Regions from separate parts of the Sus scrofa genome. Here all the other regions are linked to region 3. The links are chromatin contacts, called in public HiChIP or PLAC-seq and promoter capture Hi-C maps. All regions are on one chromosome and are shown on one strand. Each heading gives the region's core, a stretch centred on a gene start, on an enhancer-like site or on the middle of the called end of the contact. The rest is flanking DNA. Distances are from core to core; before and after follow the strand shown.

Region 1 (3,331 bases), core at 573-3,072, 210 kb before region 3:
TTTCATTCCTCTTCAGAGTTGGTGTTTGGTGGCCCCAGGACTGGTTCTGGTGGTCCTCCTCTCTAGTTTTCAGTTGTTGGGGGGTTTAATTCTGCAGAAGATCTTGTTATGTATATCCCTTGAAGAGGAACCAGGACCCTGTCCCAAGACTGCACCATGGTTTCTTGACTGCTCCTCCTTTGTCTCTGCATCCTCTCCCCCACCCCCACCCCCCTTTCCTGATTAGCAACTGTTTGAACCTGCCCTCTGGAACTCAGGAAGGTCTTGGAGGCTAAAGCTTTTTCCCTAAAAACAAGAAATGGAGGCACAGAAAGGCTTATGTGCCCAGGAGCCCTACAGGGCCCTGCTCAGTCGAAGAATCCTGTAGGAATGGGTTTTTTTCTTTTCTTTTTTCTTTTTTTTTCTTTTTGGCTTTTTAGAGCTCCACTCACAGCATATGGAAGTTCCCAGGCTAGGGGTCAAATTGGAGCTACAGCTGCCAGCCTACAGCACAGCCGCTGCAACTCGGGATCCAAGTTGCATCTACGACCTACACCACAGCTCACAGCAACACCAGATCCTTAACCCACTGAGTGAGGCCAGAGATCAAACCCGCATCCTCTTGGCTCCTAGTCAGCTTTGTTAACTGCTGAGCCATGAGGGGGGCCAGGGATTGAACCTGCAACCTCAAGGTTCCTAGTGGAATTCGTTTCCACTGCGCCACAATGGGAACTCCTGGGGGCAAGTTTTAAAAACACAAAACCCGGGTTCCTGCTGTGGTGCAGTGGGTTAAGAATCTGACTTTAGTGGCTTGGGTTGCTGAAGAGGTGAGGGTTTGATTCCTCGGCTGGGCACAGTGGGTTAAAGGATCTGGTGTTGCTGCAGCTATGGCTTGGATTGAATCCCTGGCCCAGGAACTGACATATGCCTTGGATGTGGCCTTAAAAAAACAAAAGACCCAGGAGTTCGTCGTGGCTCAGTAGTTAATGCATCCGACTAGGAACCATAAGGTTTGGGGTTCGATCCCTAGCCTTGCTCAGTGGGTTAACGATCCGGCGTTGCCGTGAGCTGTGGTGTAGGTGGCAGACGCGGCTCAGATCCCAAGTTGCTATGGCTGTGGCGTAGGCTGGCGGCTATAGCTCCGATTAGACCCCTAGCCTAGGAACCCCAATTGCCACAGGTGCGGTCCTAAAAGGACAAAAAAAAAAAAAAAAAAAAATCACAGAAGACCCAATCTGACCAAACAGAGATGTCCTTCAGAATCCAAAACCCTGGGTTCTGAGTCTCGTTTTCCCACTGACCATGTTTGTGGTGACGTCAGACAATCACATCATCTCTGAATTTCCCCATCTATGAAAGAAACGAGGGATAATAGGTCCTCCATGGGTGTGTTTCTAGAATTAAATGAGCTAACCTCTGTAGAGCCCCCACCGGCTGGCAGTAACTAAACTGGCCTTCAATAAGGGTTAACTTCTAGATTATTCCTTACAAAACAGTGATTTGCCCTACTTGAAGGTATGGCAAGAAAATACTGATAAAAATTAAGTGTAACAGACAACCTCTCAGTAATGAGCCACCTGCATCCTGTCCAACTACCAGGCATTTACTGAGCACCCATCTTCTGAGTAACGAACAGGCCCCATGCCCAGTGTTGGAACAGTGGAGAGGGGCTCAGTGCTGAAACATCAGCTCCAGGAGCGTGGTGACTTTTTGCTGCCGTTGCCTTCCCAGCAGCTGGAAAAGGCCAGGCCCGCAGTAGGGGCTCATAAGTTACTTGTCGAATGAGTGACATCAATCAATCAATCCATCCATCAGTGACTGGAAGGCCTCTGATTCATTTTTAAGAACCTGAGCAAATCCCTTGACCTCTCTCAGCAGCTTTTCCTCCCATCTGTGAAGCCATAGTTTTGTTTTTTTTTGTTTTTGTTTTCGCCATAGTTGTTTAATTCACCTCAAGTTCCTACTGAGCAGGATTAATAATAAGTAAACTTACTGAGCACTGCTGTGGACCAGGCATTGCTGTAAAGAACCCTAGGAAGTAGTAGTATTTTACCTCCACTTTATAGAAGACGAAACTGGGGCACAAAGAGGCAGGGAAGGCTCCTGGAGAAGGGGGATTGATCAAGTTTTGGAGGAAAGACTGGGGCCCAGACTGAGCAATGGAGAAGAGGATAGGCCGAAGGGCCCACGGGGGGAGGGTCCTTGTTCAGCGTGTCTCTGCGAGGTGGTAGCAGCAAATTTAGGAGAGACCAGCCCTGCGGGCCACCCGGCAGCCCAACCCCGCCCCCGACGTCTCCATGACAACAGCACCGCACATGCGCCTCCTGCACGCGCGCCAGGGAGGGCAGCGGGAGCTGAAGCTAGTTGCAGCTTGGTTGCAAGCTGGGCGGAAGCAGGCCCGGCGGGCGGGAGAGCGGGACGAGTTTTTAAAGGTACAGTCTCCACTTGGGCCCGTTCGCCCGCCGGGACTGCTGATGGTGAGGGCTGGGTGGCCTTGGGAGTCGGAATCGAGGAGGTAGAGGAGAAGCAGGGCTGTGCGACTGTGGCCGCCTCCCCCAGTAGGGGGGGACTAGGGAGCGAGGAGGTGTGTTAAAGCTCTCCGGGCAACAATGGGATGGCTGTCGGCCAGGGAGCAGTGCAGAGGAAAAAGGGCCATGGAATTGCTCTGTCTGGGTGTGTCACCCCTCAGGATATTGAAAGGGAGCTTGGATACCAAAATTAGGATAAGAGGAGTGGGGCTCCTCCACCCCCTGAGGAGGGAGTTAGGGCTCCTGGAGGGTCCCTGGGCAGATGAAGAGGGATCACAGGTACAGCTTGGGACAGTGGCCCTCTCCCATCTCCTACTCTCAGCATTCTGCCATCTCCCCTCCCTGTTGGGTTGCCCAGCCATGGCCAGACCACCCACCCCGGGCTCAGTGATTGTCCCAGACTGGCACGAGAGCGCTGAGGGCAAGGAGTACCTGGCCTGCATCCTGCGCAAGAACCGCCGGCGTGTATTTGGTAAGCACCCTCCTCCCCCAGGCTGCCACCTGTCCTTCCCTGGGGAGAATAGTGTCACCTGTCCCTCCCCTGTGGGGAAGCAGAGAAGCAGAGCAATGAGGGCCTGCTCCACTATACTCCTCAGCTTTGGGGACCCCTGTCCTCGGAGCCCACCCCCAAATCTCCTTAGAGCTAATTCCATCCTCAGAGCCAGGAACATGGAAACAACCGAAACCCTGCCAAGAACCACTGTCACCAGAGAGGCTGTTGACTGAGCCCCTCGCCTAGTGCCAGGCCCTCTGCTGGGCACTTTATACAATGGACTCCAGTTGAACCGTCTCAACGGCACATAGCAGGCTTGTCCAGGATCCCT
Region 2 (3,814 bases), core at 210-2,709, 130 kb after region 3:
CGTGAACAAATATGAATATATATATATATATATATATATATATATTCTGGGAAGAAGCTTTTTAAAAGATCTACATCTTCTAGTCTAAGCTTGCATTTTTAAAACCACTGATTAAGGGATTCTGGGCGGGAGGGAAACGCCGTCCTTTTAAAGAAGGCTCCTCGCAGTGAACGCCGGCGCGGCAGCGGCAGCGGAGACCGCGAGGCTGGCGAGCGCCGGCGAGGCGGGGACCCTGCTGCAGGAGGTGGCTCTTCCAGCGCAAACACTCAGTCCCCACCAGCCTCCTGGCCCAGAGACCCCAGCGGGCTGGAGGAAGGCAGGCGAAAGAGCCCAAACAGACGCACCAACTTATTTTCAGACACCATCCTCCACCCAACCCCGCAAAAACAAGGGTAAAAACCAAAACGCTGGCGTTGGCCGTTTCCAATTAGTTTCTAGGTCTGTAAACCTTCCGTGAGAGATCCCTAGAGTCCAGTAGTGTCTCAGCACTTCCGAGATGTCCCTGCATCACCTACCCAGACTTCTGTTTTTGCATAACCTTTCCTCTCACACAAAACCCTCTCTAGGTCAGACATGTCCACGCGTCCGCAGGGCGAGGAGCGGGAGTTGCTGCGGGACTCCGGAGTTGCCCGGCCCGGGGCGGGGTAGGGGTTCGGGTCCCAGCCCGCCGGCGGCTCGGTTCCACAGTGTTGGCCGGGCCGGCGCGGGCAGCCGCTTGGAGCCCGGGCAGCGGCGCGCAAGGACGCGACCCCACCGCCGCCTCGCCAGCCTGAGGGCACCCTCCCGGAGCCGGCTTCGCAGAGGCCGAGCCACAGCCGCCTCCTTATCGGGAAGGGGGACGGAGGCAGCCGGGCCCGCTCTGCCGCCGCCGAGGCCCAACGCCGCGACGCGGGCCGAGCGGCGTCCAGGCAGCCGCGCGCTCCCCGCACCGGTCCGTGGGTCTGGCCCGGGTCCCCTCACCAGTTCCGCGCACGGGGAGGGGCGGGCAACGGGCCGGAGGGGCATTAGCGTCCGAGGAGAGAGCGCGGCCCGGGGCCTCGTGTCACTCACCGTTTGAAGTGCTCGATGATCTTCTCTTCCCGCACATTCTCTGGTAAGTTGCCCACCCAGAGGTGTCTGGTTTCCCGGACCATGCTGGGCGGTGTGCCGGCGACCGCTGGTGCGGGTTCCCCCTCGCCGGCTTCGTACGAGCCCGTCAGCGCCGGGAGGCGGGCGCCGAGGCGGCGGCGGCGGCGGCTGCGGCGGTGGCGTCGGCAGCGGCGGCGGCTCCTCCGGCTCCCCCCCGTGCAGAGACCATCCCTCTCCCCCAGGTTCTGACTCTCGGGCCTCGCAGCTCGGCTCTGCCGCCACCACACACCCGAAGCCGACCCTCGCGCTCCGGCGGCGCATGCGCCCGGGCCGCGGCGGGCGGGGGAGCGGGGAGGAGGGGCGAGCGGGACCCAGGCGGCAGCGACTACGACGGAGCTGGCGCTGTGGCAGCCGGACGCTTCCCACCGGCGCGCGCGGCCCGCCCCCCTCACCGCGGGCGCGCGCGCGTCGGCCCGACCGCCGGCTGAGGCCGAGTCACCGAGTTCCTCCCAGCCGGCGCGCAGGCGCGCGGAAGAGGGAGGAACGCAGAGCCAGGAAGGAACGCTCGCGCGCTTGGTCCCGGTGCGCAGGCGCGCAGCCGTGCGGGGAGCCGGCCGCGGGGCGGGCACTCCGTCAGGCTTGGGGCGCCGCGCGTGCGGAGGCCGAGACAGCCTCCAGACCCTGGAGCAGGGGTCCCAGGCGCCGGCCTGGGGGAAGAAAAGAGAGAAAGAGGGTTGGTATCAAAGCGGCTGTCAAGGCTACTCCTAGGAGAAGCCAGAACCCATTCCCCTGGTCACCCTTTGGCCAGCTTCTGGCCATTTCCGGGCATTTGGATCTGCGCCTGCTTGGGAAAGTGTCAGAACAAGGCCGGCCTTTTTCACCGCCCAGCTAAGCTGTGACGGCTTCAGAAACCCATCCCTCCCAAGAATCATTAGCTTGTAACATTAAGCAACTTTATTTTATATAGGATCTTGCGAAACCGTTTGCAAGATCTCTTTGTTGATCGCTACGGTATACCAGGAATAGAACTGAAATGAGACGGTTACATGTCCGATAGTGTTACTCTCAGCGGATTTACTATAATTTAATATCTAAGTGGAGGAGCAAGTTAGACCTCCTCCAAGCCTTTCCAGGCCTAAGGGCTTTTACATTTTAAAGCCTACAGTTAAACTTTTTAGTTTACAGAATCCCGGGGAAAACTCACAAAATTAAGGAAACGGTATTGAGTCCAGAAAAACGGAGCTGTTTAGAACAGTCAGCAACTCAATTTTCTTTTCCATTTTTAATCTATAGAAATAAAACATCAGAAGTATAGTGCTTCAGGTAAAGACCAGATTTTAAATATTCAATTTCATTCATTGTGCTTTTAAATACAAGCCAACTTATCATCAAACCACTATTGTGAATTGGAAAATATGGCCAGCCTAATAAACGGCACTAATACCAGAGGTCTCCTGTGCATAATTGTTTCTTTTATTCCATAGATGGTAAAGCTCTAAGTATTTTTTTTTTCCACCATATAGTCTAACATAAGATTTTTTTTTGTCTTTTTGCCTTTTCTAGGGCCTCTCCCGCGCCATATGGAGGTTCCCAGGCTAGGGGTCCAATCGGAGTTATAGCCACCGGCCTACGCCAGAGCTACTGCAGCGCGAGATCTGAGCCGAGTCTGTGACCTACATCACAGCTCACCGCAACGCTGGATCGTTAATCCACTGAGTAAGGCCAGGGATTGAACCCACAACCCCATGGTTTCTAGTCGGATTCGATAACCACTGTGCCACAACAGAAACTCCTAACATAAGATTCGTAATCACTTGTCAAAGAGAGTATAAAACTGAGAGTCATGTCAACTTCCCATGTTTGGTTTCATAGTTTATACTGTACTTAAACTTGATCTCAGCAGGTGCAATCAAGACCATTTCTCTTCCCTACTCTCTCAGGATGTCAGAAGGCTAAGCAAGCCCCTGTCTTACACATTTGCAACAAATATAGTACAAAGATGTGCAGAGCTCAGGGGATAACCTTACCATCTATTGAAATTATTTTTGGAATTCTGACAATTTACCTCTAAACATTCTAGATTCTGAGCCAGGTAATTTAACTGTTTGGTTTTTTGTGTTTGTTTGCTATTTTTCTGGCTTATGTTTATATTATCATTCAATACACATTTTTTTTTAATGGGGTGGAGTCAGTAAGAGGGAGAAACAGAAAGAGGTGGTCCAGAAAAGTTAGAAACAGGAGTTCCTGTTGTGGCTCAGTGGTAAATGAATCCAACTAGTATCCATGAGGACAGGGGTTCAATCCCTGGCCTTGCTGAGTGGGTTAAAGATCCGGAGTTGCTGCGAGCTGTGGTGTAGGTGGTGTAGGTCGCAGGCTCAGATTTGGCATTACTGTGGCTGTGGCCAGCAGCTACAGTTCTAACCCCTAGCCTGGGAACTTTCACAAGCCGCAGGTGAGGCCCTAAAAAGAAAAAAAAAAGTTAGAGACAGAAAGAGCACTACCACAAACTACCACAATAGTGGCACTCATTCATAATTCAGTTAAAGTTTTTAAGTACCACCCCAGAGGTTAAATTTGTCTTTATGTAAATCAGAGTCATTAAATGATATGGAAATTTTTGCTCTTGAAAATAGTGTGGAATTGATTCCCCTGAAAAAGTAAAAGCAAATAAAACTATATTCAGATGTAGCATTAGCCATTGACATTTGGCCATTTCTTAGTCACAACTATCTCATACAGAGTATCA
Region 3 (3,867 bases), core at 911-3,410:
GCGAGGATCCCTCATGTTGTTTCTAGGATTATTTTAACTAGAAATGGATTTAATACAGAGAATTAGGTGTTATAAAATTACTGCAAGGAGGAGTTCCCATCGTGGCTTAGCGAAAACAAATCTGACCAGTATCCATGAGGATGAAGGTTCGATCCCTGGCCTCACTCAGTGGGTTGGGGATCTGGGGCTGCCATGAGCTGTGGTGTAGGTTGCAGACACGGCTCGGATCTGGCGTTGCTGTGGCTGTGGCATAGGCCAGCAGCTGCAGCTCCGATTCGACCCCCATATGCCACAGGTGCGGCCCTAAAAAGCAAAAAAAAAAAAAAAAAAAAAACCAAAACAAAAGAGCCCCACAACATTACTGCAGGGGCTCAAAGAATGGTGTCTAGACTAGGCTCCTAGTACTTCTGACACCTAGAATACCATAGATCTCACCAATTAGGAGCTATGGCTTCTGGAACAATCAGGAAGATAGAGAATGGAGGCCAACACTGGGATTATTGCATTCAAGAACATGTCACCACAGCAGGGCTCCATGGATCTAGATGTGGGACGAGAAGCTGGTTCCCAGGCAGTAGGACGCCGAGTTCTCCCATTCAGAGCATCTGACAGATGCTTCTGAACACTCATGAAGCTGGAGACTGGCCCCGACGCACTGCCGTAACCCCCCACATTTGCGTGATCTTTCTTGCCAGTAGAAATCAGCTAACATCAGCAGGCCAATGGCTACTCCTTCTCTTCCACCTTCCAAATCTTAACTACTGTTAAGAACCCATCTGTATCTGGGAATTTAACTGCTGCTGAGTCTGGGAAATAAAATCCTAACTTTTTTTGCCCCACGCATGGCACATGGAAGTTCCCAGGGCCAGGGGTCGAACCCATGCCACAGCAGTGACAACGCTGGATACTTAACCCACTGAGCCACCAAGAAAACCCTAAAATTTTAACTCTTTTAATTTCTGGAAGGAATGGATACTGAGTCTCCATTAACTATATCCAACACAGATGGACTCAGAAGTAGATTTGCATGCTTAGTATTGGGAGAACTATCAGATTTGCTACTACTTTCCTATAATGAAAGGGTGAAGTCAAGTACTGCAGAGTTTTCTAGTTTCTCTAGTTATTGTGAAGGGAGTAGTAAATTGGCCAGACTGACATCTGTTGAAATTCCACTTAAAGCTGGCAGTCATGAATTTGCAGGAAACAGTCTGTTCCATTCCGTACCTTCTCCACTTGTGTTTGGCTTTTTGGGTGCCAGCAAAGGGAAAAGGAGCAGTTGGATTCACCCAAGGCTGAAACTCTTACCAAGTCCATGTGACAAAAAGACAAGAGGGCAAAAATGAGTTTAGGATTGTGGCAAGAGTGTTGTCAAAATTATGGCTCACTTGCTGTATTGCACTGGGAACTATGTCGGGTCACTTGTGATGGAGTATGATCATGTGAGAAAAAAGAATCTACCTGTATGTGTAATCGGGTCACCATGCTGTACAGCAGAAAGTTGACAGAACACTGTAAACCAGCTATGCTGAAAAAAAATTATAGATCATGAAAAATAAATAGGATCAGAGTGAAGAAAGGAGAAAGCCCAGGAACTGTTAGAACTGTCAAAGGCTTGGAGGTGCTGAAAAGTTGGAAACAGGCCGCAGAGGGGCTGGTCAAGTCCGCAGGCAAAGTTTTGTTTCCTGGCACCCTTCTTCACCCCCAGGCTAATCCTGGACCACCTCTAGATAGGGAAGGGGCTCAAAAGTAGAAAAGTATAATCGGGGTTGGCTGCTAGCTCAGAAGTAGAAAAATATAATCGGGGTTCTTCGGCTTTGATGCCACAACTAGGTTCACATCTCTGCTCCACCACTTGAAAGATGCGGAAGGACGGGCGCATCTCACCCTAAGACTCCGTTTTCCCTTGTTCAAAAGGGGGAGAAAAAAATCCTATGCTGGTAAGAGGATTTAATGAGGTAATGCAGCAAGGCGCTTAACACAGTGCCAGCCACACAATAATCGCTGAACACATAGAAGCTGTTACTGTTATACTTGGAATAGAAAGCCAAAGAAGAGTTACAATAAGGACAATTCTAAGCTCCGAAGTACTGTATTACAGAACTTCTGGATAACTACGCGCCTGCGCTGCCTGCGAGCTTCGGCTAGCGCGGCCGCTGCGCATGCGCCGGAAGTTGCAGCCGGGAAGCCAGCGAGGTCGGTTCCGCCCGACTCTAACATGGCGGCGCCCTTTGTCTGCTCTGAAGTGCCGTCCCCGGCCTTCTCGCGGCCGTGATGCACCTCCCTCTGTGGTGGGGTCCGGGACATGGCAGGTGAGGGTCAGCAAGCACCCGGGGCCGGGGGAGTCTCAGGAGTCGGGTGGAGGCGGCGGAGGTTGGGGCGCGACAGGACGCTGGGGACGGTTGTGTGGGGGGAGGGGAGGAAAGTGGACTGGGAAGGGAATCTGGACTGAGGAGACCCCGCAGGGCAGGATGGTGCAGGGCACATGGGCGGGGGGGGGCGCAGCCTGGCAGGCGGGCAGGGAATGGGCAGGCGTACTGGACCCTCAGTCCCGGAGAAGGGAGCGCGAGTTGCCTCTAGGCTAGGTGACACCCCAGCTGGTAGCATCTCCGCCCCCGCCGCTCGGCTGTCACCGCCCCTTGACCCCGCGCGCCGCGGCGGGTGGGCGTTCTGCCGCGAGGTGAGGGGGTGTGGGGGCAGCTCACTTTGGCAGGCGGGGCGGAAGGGCACAAGGGCCTAGGAGGAGCTGGCTGAGCAGGAGGTCGCCACTGCCCCTCACAAGATTATTTCATTCATTCATTCGTTCTCCTGACGGTGGTTGTGAGGCTAGAGCAAGTGATCTAGTCTCGAGTAGTGGTTAAAAAGTGTTAACTGTGGAGCCCGGCACCTGGGGTTTGAATGCTAACTCTGTGCTTGCCAACTGTGTCCTGGGACACGGTAGTTTCTTGCTCTCCGCCTCGGTTTTCTCATCTTTAAAGCAGAGATGAGAGTAAGCTCTGCCTTCTAAAATGCTTATAAAGATTAAATGAGGTAATAGGTATAAAGTGCTGAGACCGCTTCCTGGCACAAAGCAAATGCTCTATGTGTTCTTGGCCGTTATTTTTCAGATCACCATCATCCCCCAGAGCTCAGAGGCTCATGTGGGTGACACAGAGATGCGTAGGCAATTCTAATACAACGGAAGAAAAGCAGAGACGTTCTTGCTTTGGAAACACTGAGTAGAGGAGGCACCTCACTCAGTCTAGGTGAATCCAGGGAGGTTTCTGCCCCCAGGAAGCCGAGACCCGAAGAATGCTTGGGGAGTGCAGGCAGGAAAGGGGGAGAGTACTCTCAGTTGAAGAGAGAACTGGTGAGCAAGCTAGGGGAGCACTGTGATAATTAAGTTCTCTGCCTAGAGACAGAGATGAAAGGTAAGACTAAAGAAGCAGTCTGTGGTCTGGTCCCAGGAGGCCTTTTAAACCTAGCTGTGGGCTTGAAATTTTAAGATTAATGGAAGGGCATCTAAGAATCTGATTTTAGGAGTTCCCTTGTGGCACAGTGAGTTAAGGATCCAGTGTTGTCACTGCAGCAGCTTGAGTTGCTGCTGTGGTGTGGGTTCAGTCCCTATCCTGGGAACTTCCACATCCGAAGGGTGCAGCAAAAAAATAAATAAATAAATAAATAAATAAAAGAATTAGGGGTTCCCTTTGTGGCAAAGTGCAGACGAATCAAACTAGTATTCATGAGGTTGCAGGTTTGATCCCTGGCCTTGCTCAGTGGGTCAGGGATCCGGTATTGCCATGAGCTGTGATGTGGGTTGCAGATGCAGCTCAGATCCCAAGTGGCTGTGGCCAGCAGCTATGGCTCCAATTCGACCCCTAGCTAGCCTGG

Evidence for each region. Promoter capture Hi-C pulls out the DNA fragments that hold promoters and counts their contacts. HiChIP or PLAC-seq counts read pairs in DNA pulled down with a chosen protein or histone mark.
Region 1: a promoter capture Hi-C map of liver shows a contact between it and region 3, with 9 times the contacts expected there. The contact joins the promoter of RSG1 here to the promoter of ZBTB17 in region 3. A contact is called at or near these places in 1 of 5 promoter capture datasets (liver) and 2 of 47 Hi-C or Micro-C datasets (liver and skeletal muscle).
Region 2: a contact with region 3 is called in an H3K27ac HiChIP or PLAC-seq map of skeletal muscle. The contact joins the promoter of SPEN here to the promoter of ZBTB17 in region 3. A contact is called at or near these places in 2 of 5 promoter capture datasets (fetal liver and liver), 1 of 47 Hi-C or Micro-C datasets (heart right ventricle) and 2 of 2 datasets of contacts at active chromatin or transcription factors (alveolar macrophages and skeletal muscle).

Annotation. Positions count from the first base shown.
Region 1 is chr6:75,349,035-75,352,365 of Sscrofa11.1, reverse strand. It overlaps RSG1 (REM2- and Rab-like small GTPase 1), which reads left to right and starts at 1,822. Exons shown (of 6, transcript XM_013999005.2): 1 at 1,822-2,411; 2 at 2,866-2,979. The coding sequence starts at 2,868. All of the region lies in intron 2 of LOC110261103 (a long non-coding RNA gene), which reads right to left.
Region 2 is chr6:75,013,210-75,017,023 of Sscrofa11.1, reverse strand. It overlaps SPEN (msx2-interacting protein), which reads right to left and starts at 1,459. Exons shown (of 16, transcript XM_021095393.1): 1 at 1,051-1,459. The coding sequence starts at 1,133.
Region 3 is chr6:75,142,396-75,146,262 of Sscrofa11.1, reverse strand. It overlaps ZBTB17 (zinc finger and BTB domain-containing protein 17), which reads left to right and starts at 2,160. Exons shown (of 16, transcript XM_021095398.1): 1 at 2,160-2,309.